Regions from separate parts of the Mus musculus genome. Here all the other regions are linked to region 1. Evidence: chromatin contacts called from public ChIA-PET, Hi-C and HiChIP or PLAC-seq data. All regions are on one chromosome and are shown on one strand. Each heading gives the region's core, a stretch centred on a gene start, on an enhancer-like site or on the middle of the called end of the contact. The rest is flanking DNA. Distances are from core to core; before and after follow the strand shown. Region 1 holds the start of Tgif1 (TGFB-induced factor homeobox 1). Region 2 holds the start of Trmt61b (tRNA methyltransferase 61B). Region 3 holds the start of Spdya (speedy/RINGO cell cycle regulator family, member A). Region 4 holds the start of Ndc80 (NDC80 kinetochore complex component). Region 5 holds the start of Smchd1 (SMC hinge domain containing 1).

Region 1 (2,678 bases), core at 107-2,606:
CATAAACAGGTTCCAAAGTCTAGCGGGTCATCCTGTGGCCGCCTTACTGTGGCTCGGCTTTAACCTTGTTTTTACGGGTCTGTCTCCTCCTGCCGGATCTCCACCGAGGTCACAAAACCAGAACAGCCACAAAGCCGAAACTGGAGACAGACACCGGCGGTGACGTCGCTGCTCAGCTTATTTACGTTTGGGGTTTTTCCCCCCCTCTATGGGGAAAGTCTTCTGTGACATGTGACAGTTGCTTTTCTTTGCTTTTTTTTTTTTTTTTTTTTTTTTTTTTTTTAAACAACCGGGCATAGGTGAAAACTAGACCCAGAAGTGCGGGCGTGCGCGTCTCGAAGTCAGCCATAACAGCATCTGGCTTGTATTTGGGGAGGGGACGATTCTCGATTCTTCGTTCAACTCTTTGGAGCTCCCCTCTCAAGCAAAATAAACCAATAGGAATGAGTGTTTATTTAATGGCTAGTTTCTGTTTGAAATACTGAAGGGTGTCCTCTGGTGGGATATTAGCACACAAAGTAGACACTGTTTACTGAAACAGATGAGCAGTCCCGGCGTAGTCCCCCATCTTTTTAAAAAGGCGCGTGGGGGTGGGGGAGTCGCAGTGGGGCACACGCGCGCTCTGGCCGTCCCCCTAGCCCAGACGTTTAAAGAGCATGTGAGCATGACAAGTGTCTATTCGCAACGTGTTAGATTTCGAAACTGCCTTGCAATCCAATCCGGAACTCAGAGCTTTAGCCCGGGGGAATAGACATTTGCCCACGGTGACTATGTCTGCCTCCCCCCACCCCCACTGTCGCTGTTGGCAGAAGAGTCCACGAGGAGGAGGGTGCGCTGTGCCGCGCCCGCGTGTCAATGGCAGCTGCGCCTTCTGGAAGAAGTTGATTCTTGTCTGGAATACTTTTCCTTCGGTGCCCCACCCCTTGAATCAGAAGCTGCTGCCTCCGGCGGCTGGAGCAGAGACAGTGAAGTTTGGGGCAGCTGTCAAAAACAAGGATGGGGGTGTCTTTTCTTCTCTGGGGTGGACAGAGGAGATGTCCTTAAACCTCTCTCCATCCTTTACAAACTAAATGCACTCTTCGCTAGCCCGGGGAGGAAAGGCCCCAAAAGAGAAACCAGTGTGGCCGCTGAGAGCTGAGGGATGGAGATGGTGCTCTCGCCACGGGCAGGCAGGCATGACCCTGCTTCTGGGTTCCGCCAGCGCGTAGAGGGACGGGTGATCTCGGCCCCCAGGCCCAGGGTTGTGGAGCTGGAAGGTGCGGGGGAGGGGCAGAGGAGCGCGGCGGGGCGGGCGGGGGACGGGGCGGGCGGTTGGGGGCGGAGGCAGGACCTCCTGTACCTTCCCTCTGCTCTCTCACTCTGACAGCGCCGAGGTGCGCCGAGTGGAGCGGGAAACAAAGGAGCTGAGTAGGGAGGGAGGGAATTGGGCCAGGGAGAACCCCCGGCTGGCTGCCAGAAGATCCCGACTGGAGGAAGCCCAAGTGTCACTTGAATTCCAACCCAGAAGCCAGCGCCTGAGACCGGAGCACCTTGTTTAGCAATAGTGGTTGGAACACTCTCTTGTAAGTTACCGGAGCACTAGTATAGGAGGAGGATCATCGACTACCCTCCCGCCACTCCACGGCTGCTGGCTCCTAGAAACCCCAGCTTCACCTCTCACTGGGACTCGAGTTCCAGAATGAAAAGCAAGAAGGGTAAGGTGGCGGCGGGCTGTGAGCGCCCGGGGCACCAGTGCGGGACATGTGCGGGCCGCGCCGGATCGGGAGAACACTGACTTGATGGGACTTTTCGGACCAGTGGCTCCCCGGCTGGATTGGTGGCTGTTCTCTTTGTTGAGGCTGTGTCTCTGATGGCAGTTGGTGTTCTTTTCCTTCTAGACACAACCCGAGGGGCTGTTGTGGGGAGGCTGAGCCGCGCCACGCTGTTGGCACGTTGTCAAGAACCACGCTCAGCGCCTTGTTTGTACGCCTCCAAGTTTCATTGTCTTCCTGACACCCCATGCTCGGCCCAGGCGCCGCGTGGTTTCTAGTGCCGTTTCTGGGGCAGGGCTTTGCGGTTGATGTTCTAGGAGACCCTGGCACCTCGCTTTTCCCTGTGGGGGGTCCTTGGCGAATTCCAGTCGCCTTACCTTTTGTCTAAAAGTTTGTAGTTCCGGGTGTTCTCTCACTCCTCGCCGGATCCTGGCAATGTTTTTTTTTTTTTTTTTTTTAAAGAGATGTGTTTTTCACTATCAAAGGAATGTGATCCGGGACCCCCACACATATCGCCCTAGGGCGAGCATAGCTTTGGAAAGATGGACTTTAAAATTTTTACTAGTTTCTGAAAGTTTTCCCACGATGAATTTAGGACCGCGTGTGCTGTTAGAACACAAGTACCATGCAGTCGAAAACTGTCCAAGTGTGACAAGCAGGCTTGGTTGTAAGTGCAAAAAGCGAGGCTGTCATTGTTTCCACCAAAGCTTTACAACTAAAACTTGCCGTCAGTCTGGTTTAAAAACAAAACACACTGGGGAGGAAGGGGGGAAAAAAAAAACCCAAAAGGTCAAAGACTGTGAAGTCCCTTTTGAAGCTAACTTTGGAGTCCCTGACTGGGAGGTCCCTCGAGTGTTCCAGTCGTGGACTGGAGTTGGCTTTTTTTGTTGTGATTTATGTGGAGTGGTTCAAAACAGAAGTTAATCG
Region 2 (2,678 bases), core at 76-2,575, 750 kb before region 1:
AAAGCAAGCACTTTTTACACACCCAGCTATCACCCCACCATTCCTTAGTCTTTAGAAAGGTGTATGGTACCATCAACAAGAGCTGCTGAACGTGGTCAACCTAGTTAGAAATCCCACCATCCCATTTCTCAGCTACCTTGTCAGGGGACTTGCTGACGTCGTTTAATCTTCTTTGTATAGTAGGTCATAAATACTGATTTCTAACTGAATTGCAAATTTTCAATATATGTGCATGGTACTGTCTGATTCTCAATAAACTTATAGGCAGGCTAATGATATTTAACTTTGAGTGCAAAAGGTAACTTCAGTTTTTTTGTTTGTTTGTTTTTGGTTTTTTGAGACAGATGTGCTGTTGTACAAATTTTATTTGTTTTTTGAGACAGGGTTTCTCTGTGTAGCCCTGGCTACCTGAAGCTCACTCTGTAGACCAGGCTGGCTTCGAATTCAGAAATTCGCCTGCCTCTGCCTCCCGAGTGCTGGGATTAAAGGCATGCGCCACCACACCCGGCTAACTTCAATTTTAGGAAGTGTTTATTGCTGGGCAGTGGTGGCGCACAGGAAAAGAAGTGTTTATTTGGGTAGGCGGGGTGGTTAAAACAGTTGTGTTGATTTTTTTTTTTTTTTTTTTCCTGTTTATTTTGTAGCTTAGCCATCGGATAGTCTCTGGCTATCCTGTAACCCACTATGTAAATTAGGTTGGTTCTGCCTCCCAAGTGCTGGAATGTGCCACCAAAATTATAGGAAGGGGGCACCTGGATTTGAACCAGGGACCTCTTGATCTGCAGTCAAATGCTCTACCACTGAGCTATACCCCCGGTGGCTACTGCCACCTTACTCTACCTTTGTGAACACTCTAGACCTCGGGCTGAGGCTGACCAGAGAGTCCCTAGCCATTCGAAATAGACCTCCCAGTTATGAGCAAGGTGTGCGGGTCAGCAAGCAGTGCGTCCTATGACGCCTGACCAACGATTTTTCTGGGCTAGATGACTTTGGACTCTTGGGGATGATGGGTGACGGTCCTGTCCACCACCACTAGTGACTTAAACCTGGTTAAGACTGTCCAGGTTCCACGTCTAGTCTTCCCGGGTCTTCCTGTCCCTGGGCGGCTAGCGGAGATTGGTGAGCAGTAAGTAAACTCTGTGCTTTTGCCACTCGCGGAAAGCCAGGATTTTAGCCCGGAGGCCAACGAGCCCTAAGCTCGGGCCACCGCATGTGCTGGACGCCAAGGCGGTGACGCACTCTGTCGGCGACGCGGGGGAGCCCACAGCCTGCACTACCCCAAAACCGGGCAAAGGGCACGGCGGTGGCTACGTCACACGTGTGCGACAGCACCTGCTCCGGACGTCAGGCTCTCTAAGGACGACGTGGTTCTTCCTTGTGAGGTTGAGGCGCCCGAGAGGCGATCAGAGCTCAGAGCCGATTCATTCCTGCTTGACTTTGGGTCGGTGCCTCGTGAGCGAGCTCATTTCCCGGGGTTGCGGGTCCTTGCCTGGGGACACGCGAGTTGGAGAGCGCGTGCACCGGTCGTTCCCTTCCCGTGCTGCCCGCGTCCGGATCGTCGGGACCCGGTTGTCTCTAGTATGTGGAAAGGCTCGGGCTGGGAACTTCGAGGGAGGAGTTACCCCCTCGAGATCCGGAGGACCAGAGCGGAGAGCAGGGCCACTGAGACCCTACAGGATATGACTCCGAGGATCGCGTGCTGGACACGAGTGGCTACCGAGCCCGGAGAGCTTCGCGCTGCCTCCTCCTGGTCCCTTTCCAGAGGACTCTTTTCAGTCGGGGATGCTTATTAAAGCTCTGGCGGGAAAGAGAGAATCACAATTAAAGAAATTAGTCCTACTCTGCAACGTCGGACACTTTAATAGTAACTGGGGAGCGATTGCGTTCAGGGAGATCGAGGACAAGTATCCTGGCCAGATCCTGACATGTTTTCCCGGTAAGAGTTCTCTGCGGAGGCCACCTTTGGAGGACTCTGTATATTGATGGAAGAGGGAACGCCGGAACCTATCCCAAAAGTATTGTCATGGGAATTAGGTGTGTGTGGGTTCCAGGAAGGGCGAGGACGGACGGCGCACTACCACAGTCCGATGAATGTTCTCATCACCGACCTTTGGAGTTTTTCAGCATGTTGGATTTTTAAACATGTTCAGGTACTGATAATTTTAGAAGGAAACAGAATTTACATTTGATATTTGCCACTCCCTTATCTAAAATGAAGATTATGCCAGTTTACTAGCAGAATGGTATGGACTCGCTAAACAGAGACGTACCTGTTTGTTCCCCACAGCTCTGAAGCGTATGGGTATTGATCTTAGGATGTTGAACTGTTTGGGGGTACATTTTGTAGTACCATTGTAATAATACCATATTTTTTTGTTTTTAATATTTGGGGAGTGGGCCCTGAATGAGAACTTGCAAACAGTGTGGAGGTCAGAGGGTAACTCTCCCAGAGTCTCTTCTGCCACCTGGGATCCTGGAATAAATTCGGGTTACCAGGCTTGCCTTCGTGTCTACTGGCTGAGCCATCTCGCAGGCCCTGTGGCAGTATTTTAATAATGATACTTAATAAGGAATGTTACTGGAAATCCATTATCGCATACATATTTGTATTAGGGTTAGGGATGTAACTTAGTAGTAGAAGGCTTGCCTAGACTGCACCAAAAGCCCTGCATTCCTTT
Region 3 (2,678 bases), core at 110-2,609, 700 kb before region 1:
GTATTTTTTTTAAATTTAGCTCTTTGTTTAGATGCATCAATGAGTAAGAGTTCTAATGCAAGAGGGAAGAAATAAAGAACAAGTGAAAAAACGATGAGGCATTTCTCAAGAGAAAGAGTGAACGGGGAAATAAGAGAAGCTCGCTGATTGTCTCCAAACAAGACACATTCTGTCCTAAAGGGAAGCTGCTTAAGACGAAGTAACGAAACAAGACTCAGAAAAATAAACAACTCCCAAGAGTCGACAGGCCCCTGTCCAAGGTTCTAAAGCAGTAAGGACGGCAGCTTTCCCAGGGCTTCCCCTGAGCTGGGTGGACTTTTCAGGGACGCAGCTTGAGCCACACAGGCTCTATCTGTCAGTAAGCCCTCTCCCACAGATACCCTTGTAAACCCGGGCTTCACCAAAGCGGACTTGGGTGGAATCCCTACTTTGCTCTGTCACGAATGCCCTGTCTAGGGTGAGCAGATATTGATCGATTTGGACCTCTGAAGGAAAAGTCTCACAACATAAAAGTTAAAGATCCTTCAACTCAGTGGCATGCATTCGACCCAACATTGGGAAAAAAAAAATCACAGCAAAATTCATAAAGACGATGTCCGGGTGTGTGAGGTCTGGGGTTCTGTTTGTCTGGTACATACAGCTGAATTCTGTAAGCATCTGAAGAAACTCTGGCGACAGGATCATATGTATGTGTATGGCTAGTGGTTACTATATATATTACATATGTGTGTGTGTGTATACACACGTATACATACACACACACACACACACACACACACACACATATATATATATTAGAAATAGTTTCTCCGTGTGAGCATCTGACAGTCAATCGCTGACGACAGGGGGCAGGTAGGCAGGAAAACTTTCGTACTTTTGGAGAAAGTGGCTAAAGGTGTCGCGATGAGACGCGACAGCTCAGAACTCCAGCCCGGGAGGACTCGGGCCGGGGGCGTGGGACACGGGACACAGCGGCAGGACTCATCCCTCAGCCCCGTGAAGAGGCCGAGCCTCGCTCCCCACCGCGCACCAACCCCGCGCCACCCGCCGGAGCCGCACTGCCCGGTCTCCCTCCTCTCGCCCCGCACCGCCAGTTCCCGTCCCCGCCTCCGGGATGCCCGGCCCTTGGGGCCGGCGGGGCTGCTCGAGGCCGCGGGGATGTGGGGCTGAGGCGTCCCCGCCTCCTCACGCAGGACTGTGGGAGCGAGAGGGAGGGCACAGGCGACACCCAGAACCCCGCCATCAGGCCCCGGCGGGCGGGCGGGCAGGTGAAGGTACCTGCGCAGGCCGGCGAAGAGCGAGCGGCCCCACAGCCTCCGCCTCAGCGATCTACCTCAGGCGGTTGCGTGCTGGGTCGCTAGCCGCAGGCCGCAAAACCCGCCTAAGAACCTCAAGCGGAGGGCCGGGAGCGCGCGGCCGCGGGAGCCAATCAGAGCACGGGAACCGCCGAGGGCGGGGCCTGCGCTATCGCCCCGCCCCGCCCCTCGCTGACCGGGTCGCCTCCGCCTTCTGCCGTTATTCCGCTCCAGCTCTCTGTATCTTGATGCGGTCGCGCTTTCCCTCGAACGCTGGCTGTGCGGAGCGGTTGAGGAGCCCCGGACAGGACGAGGGGACTGGGCTGCCCTGAAGGACCAGGGCTGCTTGCCGTTCCCCCTCCCTGCCTCTCTGCTCGCGCCTTGGACCTGGGTGCTTCTTCCCTTGTGCACAAGTGTGTAAGAGGAGAAAGAGCCCACGCATGCTAGCTCAAAAGGTGTGAAATAAAGTGGCCTTTAGTGAGCAAAGGGCAACGTTCTTCCATTCACAGCCCTAAATGCTCCTTTTGTCATGCCCGTGCCTTCCTGAGACTCCTGGGATATAGCTGGTGCATAATCAACGCTTGCCAGTCCCACCCCTCCAATTCAGAATCTGCTTTATATATATAGTATGAGAGCACCATACAGTTCTGACTTGTTATCAAACTCAAGTAGACTAGTAACTGAACTGGTAATTAAGACTCTCTGTGGAATTTTGGGTTGGTCCATACATCCAGAGATTAACAGACAACATGAGTTGGGTTGTGGAATCTTCCCCCTTTTAGCTACCTGTACTCAGTGTTTTGTAGAACTTCCTTAAAATGTGACTGAGTAGATAAAACCAAGGTCATGGTAATGTTAATGGCTTAGACAAAAGTGTTACCAGCCCATTAGATCTTCAACCTCTCTCAGGCTATCAATTCACCTATAAAATCTCTAACAAGAAACACTGAGTCAGGAACTTAAGGAAACTGATGCTACGTGATGCTGAAGTACACTGAAAAGGTATGTTTCCATAATAATGTAAAAAATATTCTAAACATACATACAATGAGCCCTTTGAGTAGGAGCTAATTCGACTGTTGTTAAGATCTCAGGTTCAGGGATAGAGAGACAGCTCTATGGTTAAAAGTACTTGCTGCTCAAATTCCTAGCACACATGTGGCAGCTCACAACCACCTGTAACTACAGTTCTAGGGTATCCAACATCATCTTCTGGCCTTTGCTGACATAAGGCACACATGTAGCACACATGCATACATGCAAACAAGACACTCATAAGCATTCAATTTTTAAAAATGAAAATGAGTAAACATCTCAGGTCCATTAGCAAATGGCACAACAGAAAGTACCTTAAGTAAGGAACCCAAATAGAATTCAGTTCTT
Region 4 (2,678 bases), core at 109-2,608, 680 kb before region 1:
AATCAGAAGTTCACAACTTAACTAGTTTGCTAGGTCAAAACTTCAAGATTTATAATCTGTTTGAGCCACACTCCAGTAACTAGGTTTTACAGAACATTTTTATCTTCACTTAAGATATGTTTTGCATTTCTGGATATAGCTTTATTATAATGTAGTGGAAACCTTAAGAGAAAACCGAATAAAAAATAAATTAAAGGCTCGTCTAATAGCATTTATAGTCAAATTTCTTATGCAACTGACTGCAGAATAGTGTTTGTTTCTTAAAGACAGAGAGTCACTAGGTTGCCCTGGTGTATGCCAGGTCCATCAAACTGGCCTCAAATTCAAGACTCTCTCGGGTGTGGACCCTGCCCCACATACAAACTAAAGTCATTGAATTCACTGAGCCTCAAAATTATCTCTTTAGTTTTTGGAGTTGTTTGTACGTGTGGGTTTTGTTTGGGGTGGTTTTGCTTGGGTTTGTTGGTTGTTTTGTTTTGATATAGTGTCTATGTTGCTCTAGCTGTCCCGGATCTCACTAGGTAAACCAGGATGGTCAGAGATTCCCCCACAACCTACCCCCACCCCACCCCCGCTTCCAGAGCGTGGAAATTAAAGGTGTGTACCACAACGCCCGACTAAAACGATCATTTTTATGTTCTAATGCCATTAGTTTCAAGAAGTAAATGAACTGCCGCTTACAGAGTCTGAAATATAATGCCTGCTAATATATCTGCTGACTACTATTTGGTGATGGAGATCTTCGTGATACCTGAGATTTTGGTTTCCCAGTAGAGACGTAAAGTGAGGAGTCACTGTGACCGCTAGGGAACCTCAAACTCAAAAAAGGACTGCTTAGCTCAAAACTAGCTAACGGCACAATAATGCCGAGAGCCAGGAATCTACACTTTAGCCCAGGGACAGGCCACCACCATCCGGGAACTAGTAACGCCTGCTTGTTGTTCCGAGGCTGGGCGGCGGGAATCCAGAGCACTTGAGGAAGCCTGATGTTAAATATCCCTCAGGCTCGTCCACCGCCACACTCGACAGCCTCTCCTAACGTCAGGAACCTCACGCCGCCTCATAGGCTTGGGTCCTGGCCTCCATCCTATCGGAGACAAACCCGCGCTTTCTACTTCCAGGACGCAGCCATATTGCTGTACGGAACTTGATTCCAGGAGGGCTCGGGCCGCTCCGCCCGGACAGCCCTACTCGTCCTAGATGCCAGCTTCCCGGACAGGGCGGGACTCCCTTCGGGTCACCGACGCTAACGACGACCTGGGAAGAGCCCAGAGCTCGCTTGGCCCCCGATGCGGACACTTCCGGCGACGAGGGCGGGCGCTGAGCGAGCGCGCATGCGTACTCGCCGTCGCAGTCCTGACGTCAGCGCGGGCGGAAACTTTAAAATTCAAACCGCCTTGGGTTGACGGAAGCGGACGCTCTGGTTTGGGCGGCTGTTTTCGTGTGCAGTCGTGCGGTTTACGGAAAGCTGGGCGCCGGGTCTCGTTGAGAAGCTGAGCGAAAGGTAACTGCTGAGATGGGATCAGCTCTGTGTTAAAATGGTCCGCGGCGCTGGAGCTGACTGTTGCGAGGGAGCTGGGGTGGGATCTGCCCGGCTCTGCAACGTTTGTAGCGGGAGAAGGCGATGCTAACAGGTGGGGACTGACAGGGGGAAAGCTGATTGGTGTGTTGTGTACCCGTGCTGATGCTGCAACTTAAAAGCCTGGTATGGACATGACTGGAAACCAGTGAAATCATGAGAGTAAAACTAGGTTGAACGCAAGCCACCAAAACAAGGAGGGGTGTGGCTCAGTGCTCAGCGCTCAGCCCAGCTTGCTAAAGGGTCTGACTCTCCACCCCTAGCTCAAGACAAAACAACAACAATAAAAATGCGATCTGTCTAACCCTCTGTGGAAGCTAGGGCCGAGTGCATAGTGTCTGATGCTGCAGAGATGAAGACAGACTCCAACGTAGACATTATTTTGATACTTGTTTTAAAAGCGGGAGCAGCCTGTGTTGTAAACCGGATTGTTTATCTTTGTTGAAAGGTGTTGCAGTAAATCTCCAACCCAAATAAGCCCAGGCAATGAAAACACAACTTAATTAATATGAATACATGCTGTGCGCCTACATTGGGCAGATCTATCACTACACTACCATCTTCCCCATATAAGAGACCCCTTAGAACTTCTCCAGGCCAGGTGCTTCTGCTCTACTTTCCTTCTCCTCAGTCGTCCCCTCTCCTTTTCTCCCAAAACTTTCAGCTCCATCTTCCCCTCTTTTTTCTGCCTCGTTTTTTTCTACTTGAAGTTGCGTAGGTGTTCTTTGTAAGAACTTCGGTTTACATGGACAAATAAATATAGCATACAAGGAAACGATTGTTGTACAGAAACAAACTTAGTTGCTTTCCTACTAGAGGATAAAGATAATAATTGTTGCTCGTTGAATTGCTTGAGTCTGGAACATTTTCCTAACGCTGAAATCCTGAATTAGGTTTCGAGAATGAAGCGCAGTTCAGTTTCCACCTGTGGTGCTGGCCGCCTCTCTATGCAGGAGTTAAGGACCCTGGACCTCAATAAGCCAGGCCTTTATACCCCTCAAACGTAAGTGCCTCCCCTGTGCTTCTCAGCTGCTTACTTTACTGTCTAGAGAAAAAAAAAAAGTGCCAGAAATGGTTAGTACAAAAGTGTAAGTGATGT
Region 5 (2,678 bases), core at 82-2,581, 620 kb before region 1:
CCAGCTTTTGGTCACAACTTCACCTACCTCACCTACTGTTTCATTTTCTCTTCTTCCAGTCATACTATTTATGCCGCTCTACGCAAACCTTCACACTTTTGTATGTCTGGCCAACTGTCCTTGGTGCCAACAACCCGGTCTGTTTCCAAGGTGCATTGACTTTGAGTCTAGCTTTACCATTGATCATTAAGGCTCCTGCGAACCTAGTAAAACAGCACCCTTAAATCTGATCCAACTTCTAGACACATAAAAGAACTCAATTAATTAATGGGTTTCATTAATTTACACGTTTCTCTCAAGTACAAAGCATCCAGGTTTTAAGAATCAGAGAGCAAGCATCTGGCAAGGTTACCCGCCCCCCCCCATTCCTTGCTATCTGTAGAGTCAGAAGCGCATCCCCCAATAATTATGCTCAAGTTTTCTTTTTTATTTATTTATTATTGGATATTTTCTTTATATACATTTCAAATGCTATCCCGAAAGTTCCCTATGCCCTCCCTCCACCCTGCTCCCCTACCCACCCACTCCTGCTTCTTAGCCCTGACATTCCCCCGTACTGGAGCATATAAAGTTTTATGCTCAAGTTTTCGAGGAGGCTGTCTTACACATTGCACGCTTAGAAGCTGACTCAACCTCGGTGAGTAGGTTAGGTATTATCCCAAGACTCCCAGCCGCCTAAAGCCTCAGAGCCTGGCTAACCCGGGGGCGCGCATCGCGGCCTCGTGACGTCAGAGACCCGCTCTTCCTCGAGGCCGAGCTTTTGTCTCATTGTCCCACAGTAGAACCCACCCACGACGGCGAAGGAAGCGTGCAAGCAGAGCGGTGCCCGGTGTTTTAGCTAGTGTCCACCGCACCGGGACCCAGGTGGTGCAAGCTTCCAGCCGCCGCGTCCGCCCGACTTGGTAGCGCCCTGGAGACCGCATGGCTAGGGGGAAGGCGCCAGGGCCCTGCAGCGGGAGCCTGCATAGACCCTGGGGCGACACGCTTGCGAGTTGCGCCCCCCCCCACCTCCCCCCGCGAAGGCCCCTAAGGCGCTGGAAGCCAGCTTCCAGGCCGTCCCCAGTCCCCGCGGTCCGCAGGAGCCCGGGGGCGTGGCCTGGGCGCGAAGCCCCGCCCCACCTTGGCCAGCCCCGCCCCGCCCCACGGCCTGCTGGACTAGCCGGGTCTCCGTCCGCCGTCCTCTTCCTCCTGCGCAGCAGCCACGGCGGCGGCCCGCTCTCAGGTCACGGAAGGAGGCTTGGTGGGCGGCGGCGTACGTAGCTGGCGGGCTCTGAGGCGCGCTCAGCGCGTCCCTGTGTTCGCGGGTCGCGGAAGTGACGTACGGCACCCCGGCAGAAGCGCGTTTGAATCGGTTCCCGGGTTACTTCCCGGCCGCTGCCCACAGTCGGTGCTGCGCGGCCCGCTGAGGCTCGGAGCCGCGGCGGCTGGAGCCGAGGGCACGCGCGGGGTCGGTGTCTCCGGGAAGCGCGCCCGAGAGCCGCAGGGCCTTCTCTTTTTTTCTCCCTCAACATGGCAGCGGAGGGCGCCAGCGATCCCGCCGGCCTCTCGGAGGGATCTGGGAGAGATGGCGCCGTCGACGGCTGTAGGACGGTGTACTTGTTTGACCGGCGCGGGAAGGACTCGGAGCTAGGGGATCGCGCACTGCAGGTCTCGGAGCACGCGGACTACGCGGGGTTCCGCGCTTCTGTGTGTCAGGTACGTCCCGGGGCGCTGGAGGGATGCTCGCGAGGAGGTGAGGGTAGGTGGCCTGAAGCCTGGGTGGGTCACCGCCATAAACTTGTCAGATGGCCGGGATCTTGCGGCCTTGGCCTCTGCCGGGTGCCCACGTTGCGGATGATCCCTGGTTGGATGTCCCGGCCGGCCTGGCTTTGGCCAAGAAGGATGGGATCACGCCCCTCCGTGGGCCCGTGCTGGTCTAGCGTTCGGGACTTCCAAGTTAGTGGGCGCTTATAGGTTTAGTTACTGCTTTATGGTTGCAGAGTAGTTAGTGCATCCTCCTGTCGGAGAAGCACCTGTGTTTGTCCTAGTTTGTAACTTCAGAAGATGCAGAGTTGCATCCACTGGACAGTCAGTGTTGCGAGGGTTGCGCTGTTTGGTGGTGGTGGGGGGGTGAGATTCCAGGAGTCCGGGTACCTCAGGTTCAGGGAGGTGATGGAGGGAGTCTTTTACCGGCTTGTCTTGTCAGAAAGGTTTGCCTGGTCCGTCCCAGCAGGATTCTTCTACAGAGTAATACTAAGTTAGGTTAGTATTAGGAGCTGTCCTGGTTCTCTGAGCTCCAACTTCCTTGGGAGTTCCTGAACTAGCTCTAAGTGACCATGCGGACAACAAAGAACGAGTATACCTGCTTGGGGGGAAAAAAAAAAGAATGACTACGTAGCAAGACGTGCTTTATACTGTGAGATGCTTTATAGGTTGTTGTTGTTCTTACTGTTGCCTGAGCTTGAGTATGTTGGGGGAGGGGTATTGCGGGGTTTTGTTTTGAGGTCTTGCTGTGTAGCTCAGGCTAGCCTAGAAGTCTCTGTTGACCAGGTTGGCCTCGAACTTTATCCGCCTTTGCTGTCCAGTGTTGGTAGTCACAGACCCAAGTGCCACCGTTCTGGGCTCTGAACTTTTAAAAGAAGAATATGGCAATAAAACAGTGTTTTAAACAGTGTTTTCCTTCCAGAAAACCTAGTTTA

The links. Hi-C and Micro-C count contacts between places; a contact is called where the count stands out from the background. ChIA-PET counts read pairs in DNA pulled down with a chosen protein or histone mark. HiChIP or PLAC-seq counts read pairs in DNA pulled down with a chosen protein or histone mark.
Region 2: a contact with region 1 is called in an H3K27ac HiChIP or PLAC-seq map of microglia, with 8 times the contacts expected there. The contact joins the promoter of Trmt61b here to the promoter of Tgif1 in region 1. A contact is called at or near these places in 1 of 39 promoter capture datasets (the HPC-7 cell line) and 3 of 115 datasets of contacts at active chromatin or transcription factors (effector CD8 T cells, microglia and pancreatic cancer cells).
Region 3: an RNA polymerase II ChIA-PET map of memory CD8 T cells shows a contact between it and region 1, with 16 read pairs. The contact joins the promoter of Spdya here to the promoter of Tgif1 in region 1. A contact is called at or near these places in 2 of 115 datasets of contacts at active chromatin or transcription factors (large pre-B cells and memory CD8 T cells).
Region 4: an RNA polymerase II ChIA-PET map of memory CD8 T cells shows a contact between it and region 1, with 35 read pairs. The contact joins the promoter of Ndc80 here to the promoter of Tgif1 in region 1. A contact is called at or near these places in 2 of 39 promoter capture datasets (hematopoietic stem and progenitor cells and pre-B cells), 4 of 484 Hi-C or Micro-C datasets (B cells, CD4 T cells, erythroblasts and 1 more), 9 of 115 datasets of contacts at active chromatin or transcription factors (the 230-238 cell line, bone marrow-derived dendritic cells, bone marrow-derived macrophages and 6 more) and 2 of 9 other capture datasets (liver and macrophages).
Region 5: a contact with region 1 is called in a Hi-C map of Th1 cells, with 6 times the contacts expected there. The contact joins the promoter of Smchd1 here to the promoter of Tgif1 in region 1. A contact is called at or near these places in 1 of 39 promoter capture datasets (pre-B cells), 10 of 484 Hi-C or Micro-C datasets (CD4 T cells, CD8 T cells, LSK cells and 4 more), 12 of 115 datasets of contacts at active chromatin or transcription factors (acute myeloid leukemia, astrocytes, bone marrow-derived dendritic cells and 9 more) and 1 of 9 other capture datasets (liver).

What each region holds. Positions count from the first base shown.
Region 1 is chr17:70,849,888-70,852,565 of GRCm38.p6, reverse strand. It overlaps Tgif1 (TGFB-induced factor homeobox 1), which reads left to right and starts at 1,356. Exons shown (of 3, transcript NM_009372.3): 1 at 1,356-1,694. The coding sequence starts at 1,679.
Region 2 is chr17:71,597,408-71,600,085 of GRCm38.p6, reverse strand. Trmt61b (tRNA methyltransferase 61B) reads left to right here and starts at 1,325. Exons shown (of 6, transcript NR_027952.1): 1 at 1,325-2,150. n-TCgca52 (a tRNA gene) reads right to left here and starts at 815; the gene lies at 744-815.
Region 3 is chr17:71,550,742-71,553,419 of GRCm38.p6, reverse strand. Spdya (speedy/RINGO cell cycle regulator family, member A) reads right to left here and starts at 1,359. Exons shown (of 7, transcript NM_029254.1): 1 at 1,279-1,359.
Region 4 is chr17:71,525,537-71,528,214 of GRCm38.p6, reverse strand. Ndc80 (NDC80 kinetochore complex component) reads left to right here and starts at 1,358. Exons shown (of 17, transcript NM_023294.2): 1 at 1,358-1,504; 2 at 2,473-2,582. The coding sequence starts at 2,482. It also overlaps a transcript of Spdya not described here.
Region 5 is chr17:71,473,996-71,476,673 of GRCm38.p6, reverse strand. Smchd1 (SMC hinge domain containing 1) reads left to right here and starts at 1,331. Exons shown (of 48, transcript NM_028887.4): 1 at 1,331-1,695. The coding sequence starts at 1,510.